2 separate regions of the Mus musculus genome follow, and region 2 is linked to region 1. A link is a contact called in public promoter capture Hi-C data. All regions are on one chromosome and are shown on one strand. The core of a region is the stretch at or near the end of the contact, and the rest is flanking DNA. Distances in the headings are between cores, read along the strand shown. Region 1 holds the start of Maoa (monoamine oxidase A). Region 2 holds the start of Fundc1 (FUN14 domain containing 1).

What was found. Promoter capture Hi-C pulls out the DNA fragments that hold promoters and counts their contacts.
Region 2: a promoter capture Hi-C map of erythroid cells shows a contact between it and region 1, with 38 times the contacts expected there. The contact joins the promoter of Fundc1 here to the promoter of Maoa in region 1. A contact is called at or near these places in 4 of 39 promoter capture datasets (cranial neural crest, erythroid cells, liver and 1 more), 3 of 484 Hi-C or Micro-C datasets (CD4 T cells, CD8 T cells and uterus), 3 of 115 datasets of contacts at active chromatin or transcription factors (astrocytes, double positive thymocytes and microglia) and 2 of 9 other capture datasets (adipose tissue and liver).

Annotation. Positions count from the first base shown.
Region 1 is chrX:16,617,892-16,622,635 of GRCm38.p6, reverse strand. It overlaps Maoa (monoamine oxidase A), which reads right to left and starts at 2,938. Exons shown (of 15, transcript NM_173740.3): 1 at 2,723-2,938. The coding sequence starts at 2,795.
Region 2 is chrX:17,570,074-17,574,729 of GRCm38.p6, reverse strand. Fundc1 (FUN14 domain containing 1) reads left to right here and starts at 2,405. Exons shown (of 5, transcript NM_028058.4): 1 at 2,405-2,577; 2 at 3,271-3,427. The coding sequence starts at 2,550.

The DNA.
Region 1 (4,744 bases), core at 1,689-4,188:
ATAGCAACACCTTTAATTCTAGCACTTGGGAGATGGAAGCAGGAGAATCAGGAGTTCATGGCAGCCTCAACTACATGATCAATGCAAAATATTGAAGCCAGCCTGAATTACATCAGACCTTCGTCAAAACAAACAAAGAAACTGAGAGATTATATCATGGGAATCATACCATGGGATATGACTAGCATACACAAAGAGACATGTGGAGTTCCCCAGAATGCTCTTGCCTATTTATGAAACATAAAGCCTGTACATAATACCTGAGTCAGACAGGCATCCACATCTATGTTAGTAATAATTCATTTTGGATGGCAACACAGACAAAAAGCAATGTTTCTAGTCAGTTTGGCTGCTACAATCTCTCAGATCTGACTGGTAAAAATAACACTTAGGGCAAGTTCCACTGTTGCTGGTGAACTGAAAGTTTGTGTCTGGACTAAAGAAGCACGTGAATTATTGAGAGAAAAGAAGTTCTTTATGCCCTCCTCCCCTGAAATGTACTAATAATTCCCAAGAATAAATACAGAATTTTTGCGGCACTTCATATAATTTAGATGCTCTCTTTAAGAAATAAAAAATCAATACGCCAGGTACTTGGTGGGGCGTAGCCAGGAGGATTAGAAGCCCAAAGCCATTCTAAGTACACAGAAATTTCAAGTCCAGCCTATGCTATATGAGACCCTGTGTTAATCCACCACCACCACAAAACAAAAGAAAGCAAAAGTTTTACATGACTTAGTATAGAGCTGGTATTTGGAATGAGAATCAGAACGGACCTAGAGTTTTAAGGTTCATCAGCTACATGATAAATACACTCTGCTGATATCTAAATATGAACAGTCAAGTATGAAAAGGAAGAAAGACCAAGCAATTAGACAAAAGAAAAACAAAATATGTGGCTGGGGATATAGCTCACTTGATAGAATGTTTGCCTACCATGCATAAAAGAAGCCCTGGCATTGATCCCCAGTACTACATAAGGCAGGCATAATATCCCACATCTGCAATCTGAGCACTTGGCAAGTAGATGCTAGAGAATCAGAAATCAAAGTTCATCCTTAGCTACATGTTAAATTGGATGCCAGCCTGAGATTCATGAGACACTGTCTCATAAAAATTTTAAAAAGGCAGGCTGGAGAAATAGTTCAGCTATTAAAGGCTAGACCAACATCAAAAACAATTTAAAAGACAAAGCTTTCTTTAAGGAACACTGGGGACAAACCAAGAAAAGGAAAAGAATAAAATTCCAGCAAAACAGCAAATTGTGGTATAGCATTAATCGATGTATACTACAAATTATCATCATATTTCTACTTCAATGATCAACAACCACATTGCTTCTAGGGTAATTGCCTAAAGGAACCAGATTTTTGAAAACACCAATCCACTAAACTGTAGGCACTCAACAAGTGTGGAAGGAAGGAAGGAAGGAAGGAAGGAAGGAAGGAAGGAAGGAAGGAAGGAAGGAAGGGAGGATATATGTTCCCTTTTCTTACTGTCCACAAGGATTTGCTTCCTTCTGATACTGCAACACACAGGCCTATTACTTGCTGCCACTGGCTAGGATAGCCAAAGGAACAGTCCATACCAATCTGATAATTAGACTGTTTATCCTGAACAGGCTGAGTCCAAAGCTACCTATATCTAAAATAACTATATAAGCACGTTTATGGTCTACTCAAAGGGAACATATATTAAAATAGATACTGTGGGGGCACCCTATTTACTCCTTCCTACTGTCTTTCTCCCTCTAAATTATATCTTGCACACATCTCTGAAATTATTAACACTTGAGAGAAAGGGCTTGGACTTCTACCTAGAGACAAAGAATAACTCCTAAATTTTTACAATGACAATATAGGTGGCAATTTAATATACATATATTTATGAGGTCTCCAGGAAAATAGAGAAAAAAATTTCATCTTCCCCTTACTTGATGAGCCATTTAAGCCAATACCACAGGACAAGATTTAGACAGTGCAGCTCTCAGCAAAAGCATACAAGAGATTCCCTTTGAACAATTCACTACACTTTTATACAAGTTCTGAAAAAAACCCAGCAGGAATACGTTGAAACTTCCAGCTCTTTAAAAAAAAAATTACTTTTTTCTAAAAGATGCTGTCTCCGTATTTTTTTTTTTTTTTTTACCTACTCACTTTCTAAGCAATGGTGCTTCAGAGAAGAACTGAACTGAACTAATCCTACTACTACTTCAGTAGTACATACATAGACTGGCTGTTGTGCTATTCAGAGGAGAGGATGTGAAGTCAGGGAGGCTAAGCAACCACCTATAGAATTGGAAGTGAAGGTCTTAAATGGGAGAAAACAGGTCTGTGGCTTCCCAGGGAGGTATTCAGACACCAGGACAGTTACTGAAACTCTTAAGCCACAGTTGCTTGGTTTTGTAAAATAGCAAATGTGTTGCCAACCCACCACACTGTTGAAGACAGGGGAAACTCATGTAATCTGCTAAATGTAATTGCAAAACAAGAGCTAATTAATCATTAGTATTAAGTAGTTAGGAGTCAAATTATTTTGCCTCCCTCCACCAGTGTATGCAAAGGGACAAGCCCCTGCTCCCATCTGGCAGGATCTGGGGCCCTGTTATAGTTAACACTCACACGGAGGAGAAAGACCCTCCCAAACACAACAGGGACACTGCAAGTTCCCTACCCCTGGTCATCTAGGGCCCCTTATGCTACTATTAAAGATCCAAACTAACCTGAGATGCCGCCTCCAATCACGACTACGTCGAACATGTGGCCTGTGATACTGGGCTTCTCCAGATCCGTCATGGTTTGGGTAAAATTCTCCCGAGACTTGGGTTTAAAAGGGGGGACCGCCCAGGGTGGAACAGACCCTTGTACCGCCCCTTGACTGAAGTCCGAGGGCGGAGCTGATGTATCTATCCATACCCGGGAAGAGCCCGGCCCTGAAGGCGGAGCGCGCTCTTGTGCAAAAGCTAGGGGAGCGCTCAGGGGCGGAGCTGATCCTTGCTGAGATACCCAGGGAGAGCCCCATACGCAGGGCAGGGATGGCCCTAGCATAGGCACTTGAGAGGCATGGAAAGGAGCGGGCCCTTGATCATACAGTGGAGGAGATATGGATATAGGACTATCGAGTGACATAGGCAACAGGGATTCGTCACGGGGAGCGGAAAGTGTTGATGGTGATAACCAAGAAGAGGCTGATACAGAATGCCTGAGAGAATCTTCTGCCGATTCTAGTGGGGAGTTGTCTGGTGTGTCTGGCAGGGATGTGCTTCTGTGCATAAGATGTTCTGGTGCCAATCCCCAGGAGGGGCGACACAATACGGATGGAAGGGATGGAGTGGGCTCCACTGCCGACCCTTGGGGAGTGCTGGTCAGTGAGGCAGGGATAGACCCCAGTTCTGACTCAACAGAAGTGCTAAGTATAGAAGCCATGGAGGACACTTGCACAGAAGCCAACGAAAATCTTTGCCCAGATAGGGATGAGTCTGGCATTGGGATGGATCCTACTGTGGATATGCGCTGAGAGAAAGAGCTAAGGAGGGTGGAGTCTGAGGCAACTGTGGGGACCTGAACGCCCCGATGGTGAACGCGGAGGCCCTGGGCATTCCTCTGGCCAAAATTATCACTGAGGCTCTGAGGGATGTTGAGGGCACTCGAAGGACTCCCCTGCTCCTGAATGGATTCGTTCGTCCGAGTCGAGGGAAGGGGTTGGGAGACGGTCCGCCGCAGAGGGTGGGAGGACTCGAACGAGCTGGCAGAGCTACTACTGCCTGCATGGGACTTCTCCACGTGGGTCTGGGAAATGGCACTCCGGGCTCCGGGGGCCAAATCCACCTCACGCCCCCGGCCACCGCGGCCACGCGTGACGCCCCTGCCTGGGGGGAAGGCCTTCTTTTCTGACATAATTCTCACAGCGGCGGGAAGCCGCGAATGGCTACCCTAAACCACCCCCATCAAGGGCGCTCCGCTTTCAGGGCCCAGCCATTTGTTACCAGTCCGCACTCAGAAGCCTAACCCAAGCGCGCCCGGCCCACTGGGAGGCGGGAAGATGCGGCGTCAGCGCGGCGCAGCTCCGCCTCTCCCACCTGCAGGCCTCATTTGTAGGCCGCCCGTTGAGGCCGGGCGATACCACTATGACGCGGAGGGGGCGTGTCTGTGGGCGGAGTCCACGTCAGCGCTCGCGCGACGATGAGTCTTATTAGCCTGAAGCTTTCACGGTATTCTCTTTTATCTAAAAGTAATGTGAGCTGGGGCGCGCTCAAGAAAGCCTATATTTTAAGGAGACAAACCCGAAGGGAGAAATGGGGGGACTCTACCCAGCTCAGTTTGGTTTAGCCCTCTGGTGACGTCACGAGGAGGTGTTGTCCTCGCAGCCCTGCAGGGGTCTCCGACCTGGGGGGGTGGGGTGGGGCAAACCGCCACTCCAACGGAAAGGTTCTTGGAATTCTTTGGTGTGTTTATATCTGAACATATCTAACCACAATCTCAGGAACTATGCAAGAAAAAAAATAACTCAGCTATCACAAATTGTTACCGAGATTTAGACAGGAAAGCTAAGGGATGCCTAAGGTGAAAATAAAACAAGAAAATATGCGGAGCGGTGTAAAACATAGTGGCACACACTTGTAATCCAAGCATTTTGGATTCTGAAACAGAAAGATTGCAAGTTAGGGGCTGGTCTACTCTAGTGTGAGTCCAGGTCCTAGGGGTAGGGGGATGGCCACGGAGTGAGGAAGAGTTAGTGAGGGAAA
Region 2 (4,656 bases), core at 1,156-3,655, 950 kb before region 1:
GATTGATTCAGTACTCCCCAGTGTCCAGGTTTCTCTGTGATTCTATGATTCCGGGCTCCTGTTAACCTGAGATTCTGGCTGTGTCAGAGTTCTTGGCAGTCAAGCTTCCTCTGAGACCCCGAGGTTCTGAAGTGAGCAAGCTGCTGCTATCCTGGTATCCTGGTATCCTAGTATCCTGGAATCCTAAGATCCTGGGCATGTTACAGCGTCTGGAAGTAGTGTCTCCTCTGGGGACCATGGGGCTGTCTGGTGTGTTCGAAACCAAGGTATATCAGCACTGATTAAAAGGAACCTGAGCAGCTCGTCAGGCAGGGCTCACATGTCCTTGCTCCTGCTGCCACAGGCCTGTCACAATTGGTTTGGAACAGATGTTGTGTCCACTCACCAGTGATCCTAAGATCCTGGGTGTGCTAGGGTGCCTGTAGCGTGGAGAGTTCTCTGTGGACTGTGGGACGATCTGTTGAGTTCGTGCCCAAGGTGGCTTGGAGCTGGCACTGACCAGAAGGGACTTGAGCCCCTGGTCAAGTGGGTTTCCTGCGCCCCTGCTGCTGGCACAGGCCCATCAAGATTGGTTTGGAACTGATGTTGTCTTCCACTCACCAGTGATCCTAAGATCGTGTGGAGAGTCCTTTGGGGACTGTGGGACTGTCTTCGGAGTTCGAGCCCAAGGTGATGGAGCTGCCGCAGACCGGAAGGGCTAGAATGCATATTTAAAATAAGTTTGGTGCTGATTTATGTGAACTTGGGTTAGTTCTTTGGTATCCAACATGTTTTTATATTCTACAGAATCCATGGAAATTTGTGGTAAAAAAACAGACTTTATCCCTATTTCACATTCAAATAATAACAATTCTTAAAATCACAGCTTTGTGGTGAATGTCGGTAATCACAGCACTGGGCAGAGTGAGACAGAGGAATCCAGCATCAGAGGCCAGCCTGGGCTACATAGTGTGACCATGTTTACAAACAAACAATCCTAATACTGGAGAGGCAGAGGGAAGTAGGTCTGTGTAAGTTTGAGGCCAGCGTGCTCTACATAGGGAGTTCCAGAGAATCTTAGGTTATGTGAGATGTTGTCTAAAAATAACCAACCAACCAAAAATACAAGCAAAAGTCTGCTCGACTAACAGGGCACTAAAAAAACTAGAGCCCTCAGCAGTTTGAGAAAAATGTGACCTGGGGATCCATCCCATATACAGTCGCCAAACCCAGACACTTTTCTGGATGCCAACAAGTGCTTGCTGACAGGAGCCTGTTATAGCTGTCTCCTGAGAGGCTCTGCCAGTGCCTGGCAAATACAGAAGTGAATGCTCACAGCCATTCATTGGACTGAGCACAGGGTCCCCAATGGAGGAACAAGAGAAAGGACCCAAGGAGCTGAAGGCATTTGCAGCCCCATAGGAGGAACAACAATATGAACCAACCGCTATTCCCAGGATACCCAGGGACTAAACCACCAACCAAAGAAAACACATGGAGGGACCATGGCTCCAGCTGCATATGTAGTAGAGGGTGGCTTTGTCAGTCATCAATGGGAGGAGAGGCCATTGGTCCTGTGAAGGCTCTATGCCCCAGCATAGGGGAATGCCAGAGCCAGGCAGCAGGAGTGGGTGGGTTGGTGAGCTGGAGGAGTGGGGAAGTGATAGGGGGAGGAGGGTTTTCAGAGGGGAAACCAGGAAAGGGGATAACATTTTAAATGTAAATAAAGAAAATATCTAATTAAAATTTTTTTTCATTAAAAAAAAAAACCTTTAAAATATTTGCCCTGACACTTGTTAAAATAGATAGTGGGTCTATTTTAATTTGGGATACAACAACAACAACAAAAAGCTGGAGATTTATAGTGCATAATCTGAGGGGGTCGAAGTGTAGAGTCCTACCAAGAGGAGACATCAAGGGAGTTTATTGCTGAGCTAGTTTAATTGGGTTCTTACTGGAGAATGACTGGGTTATTAGACATCAAGCAAGAAGTGGGCCTGAAATTTCTGTTAAAGCCAACAGAATTCTTGAAAGAACTAAAGGCCAAAGATAGGGCCTGAAAAAAGAACACCTAATCAGAAAGACAGCTTCGTTGAAGCATCCTGACTAAAGACTTGTTAAGAACAGTCTGCCAACACTAAACTGATTATCTTGTTCTATTACCCTTAGCCGCTCCTCCCTCCATTCCTTTAGCGTAAAAAACAAACAAACAAAAAAACCAAAAAGCAAAAACAAAAATAAGACAAAACAACAAAAAACTCTTAGAAACTTAGAGCAGGTTGGGGTAATGCCCAGGCTACAGTGGAAAAGAGCACGGACTACATTTCCCATAAGCAATAGGAGGGCGGGGACTCAGCTATTCCATCACAAGTCCCAAGCCTTGCGGCTGCGCACAAATTGTTGGAGGTCGTGTACAGGGAAGAGTGGCGGTGACGCGACTGTGTGGGCGGGGCGAGGAGGAGGCTGAGGAAAAAAGAGAGACCATAGACTTCCAACTCGGCCTAGAGCGTCCTTTAAAGTGGTGGGGAGAGGCGGGCAGGGACCACCCCCAACTGGCCGCTGGCGGTATCATGGCATCCCGGAACCCCCCTCCCCAAGGTGAGCAGCCAGGGCCCGAAGTAGTCTCTGGGACGCTGCCCACAGCACTCGACCTTTTATTGCTATGGTGTTTCTCCCTTTCCCTCCTCCAGTGTTTCTGGGGCTCTGTCGCTGTACAGCCCCTTTGCGAGAGCCCCTTTGAACCAGAGGTCTCCTTTCCCTCTCTGCGGAATTTAGCATGCTCACCTACACCTAACCAAGGCTAGACCCTGCCCTGCCCTGCCCCCACCTCGAGCCCTTCTCCATCTTGCAAAATTAGGAGGGTTGGCGGGTTGATTTCCATGGTTGGTTGCGTTTTAGTCCTGCTCTGATTTCCTCTTGCTAGGTTCCTGACTTTTCCTTTCATGGAAGGATCATCCCCTCGCCCCCTTTTCCCACAGATGGAAATGTACCCTGCCCTGACCTTATTCTCATTGTGCGGGTGACCGCCCACTGCTTTGTAATTCAACTGGCCTCTGGCTGCGTGTCCCTAAGCCTTGGGAAAGGAAATGCCGATGCTGTTGCTAGGCCCTTTATGCTTGAGGCCCTAGTCTCCCAGATCGAGTTAATCACGCTCCTTCGTTTACATCTGGGCCTTTTTAGTTGTAGACCAGACATGACAGTGTGTTGGCCCACAGGTTTTATGAAAACAGCTTGTGAGACGTTTCAGACTGTAGAATGAATGTTTTTTTTTTCCATTTTGTATTTTTAAAGACTATGAAAGCGATGACGAATCATACGAAGTGTTGGATTTAACTGAATATGCAAGAAGACACCACTGGTGGAATCGAGTATTTGGCCACAGTTCCGGACCTATGGTAGAAAAATACTCAGTAGCTACTCAGATTGTAATGGGTGGCGTGACTGGCTGGTGAGAACATTCTTTTCATTAAATTTTAGTGGGAACCTGGCTCTTGTCCTTTTGTAAATGGCACAGCCTCCATAAATCTTCAGTGGCTCCCCACTTTTAAATTCCAGAAGAACACAACTTTGGGGCTTTTCCCGGATCTTATTGGTTGTATCAGCCTTCAGATAGTCCTGGTTGGATTTTGATGATTTCCCTCTGTCAAAGGCCCACCATAGTTCCACTTCCACCCTTTACACTTCCTTTAATTCATTAACAAATTTTCAACTTAAGCAAGTTAATTATAAGTAAGTTGTTACTTGCTATTCAGTGCCAATAACTGGAAAAAACATGAGAACTCCCATTGCAGAACTAGCCTCTAAGATTCTCAGCTCTGTACATAGAAGCATTAATGGTCTGTAAAAATTATTCACAATGATGCATCAGATTCTACATTTTTTGTGTACTGGTTCTGATTATGATAGTGCTTTGAAGAAGATCTGAGAAGATTGCCTTTGCTTTAGAATTAATGCAATGATTACTTATTATGCAATAATTTGGAGTACAATAAGGAGTGGCTAATAACCATTAATCAAGCAACAGCTCATGTAAGCACATATTTACATTGTTGTTACCATGTATTTTAATTCTATTATTTTTGGAATAAAATATTAACCAGATAAAAAGGGGCAGAAACAGTTCAGTATTTTGAAATATGTTGATGACTCTTTTTTTTTTGAAGTGACAGTGATTAAGTTGTAAGCATTTTTTTTCTTTACATTTAAGGTAAATTCATCTTGTGCTAATTAAAATATTTACATACTTCCTCTTGGCATGGGAAAATGACATTTATTCATGTGTGTTTTCCATGAACCTCGGAATAATGATGCCCCATGCCTTCTTGTAAATGCCATTTCATAATTTAAAACAAACAAAGAACAATTATGGTGAAGATTCCATGGAGCACAGGCACAGTATTAATACTGCTTTATTGAAAAATCATACAGTTAGAAGGGAAATTTCTGCTCAGGGCCTCGGTCAATTAGATGATTCACTGTAGGATGATTACAACTCTGCCCCCTTAAATGCATTTATAATTTGGTGCCAGAGGTGATTGGTTAGTGAGAATCATGGCGGAAAGCCAGATCGTTGCACATTTTCTTCTTACAGACCTAACCTGCTAAGAAGGCCCATAACTGCCAGGTCTTCCTGAAAACCCTAATGGCAGAGCAGAAGTTAGTAGTGACTGGTACACA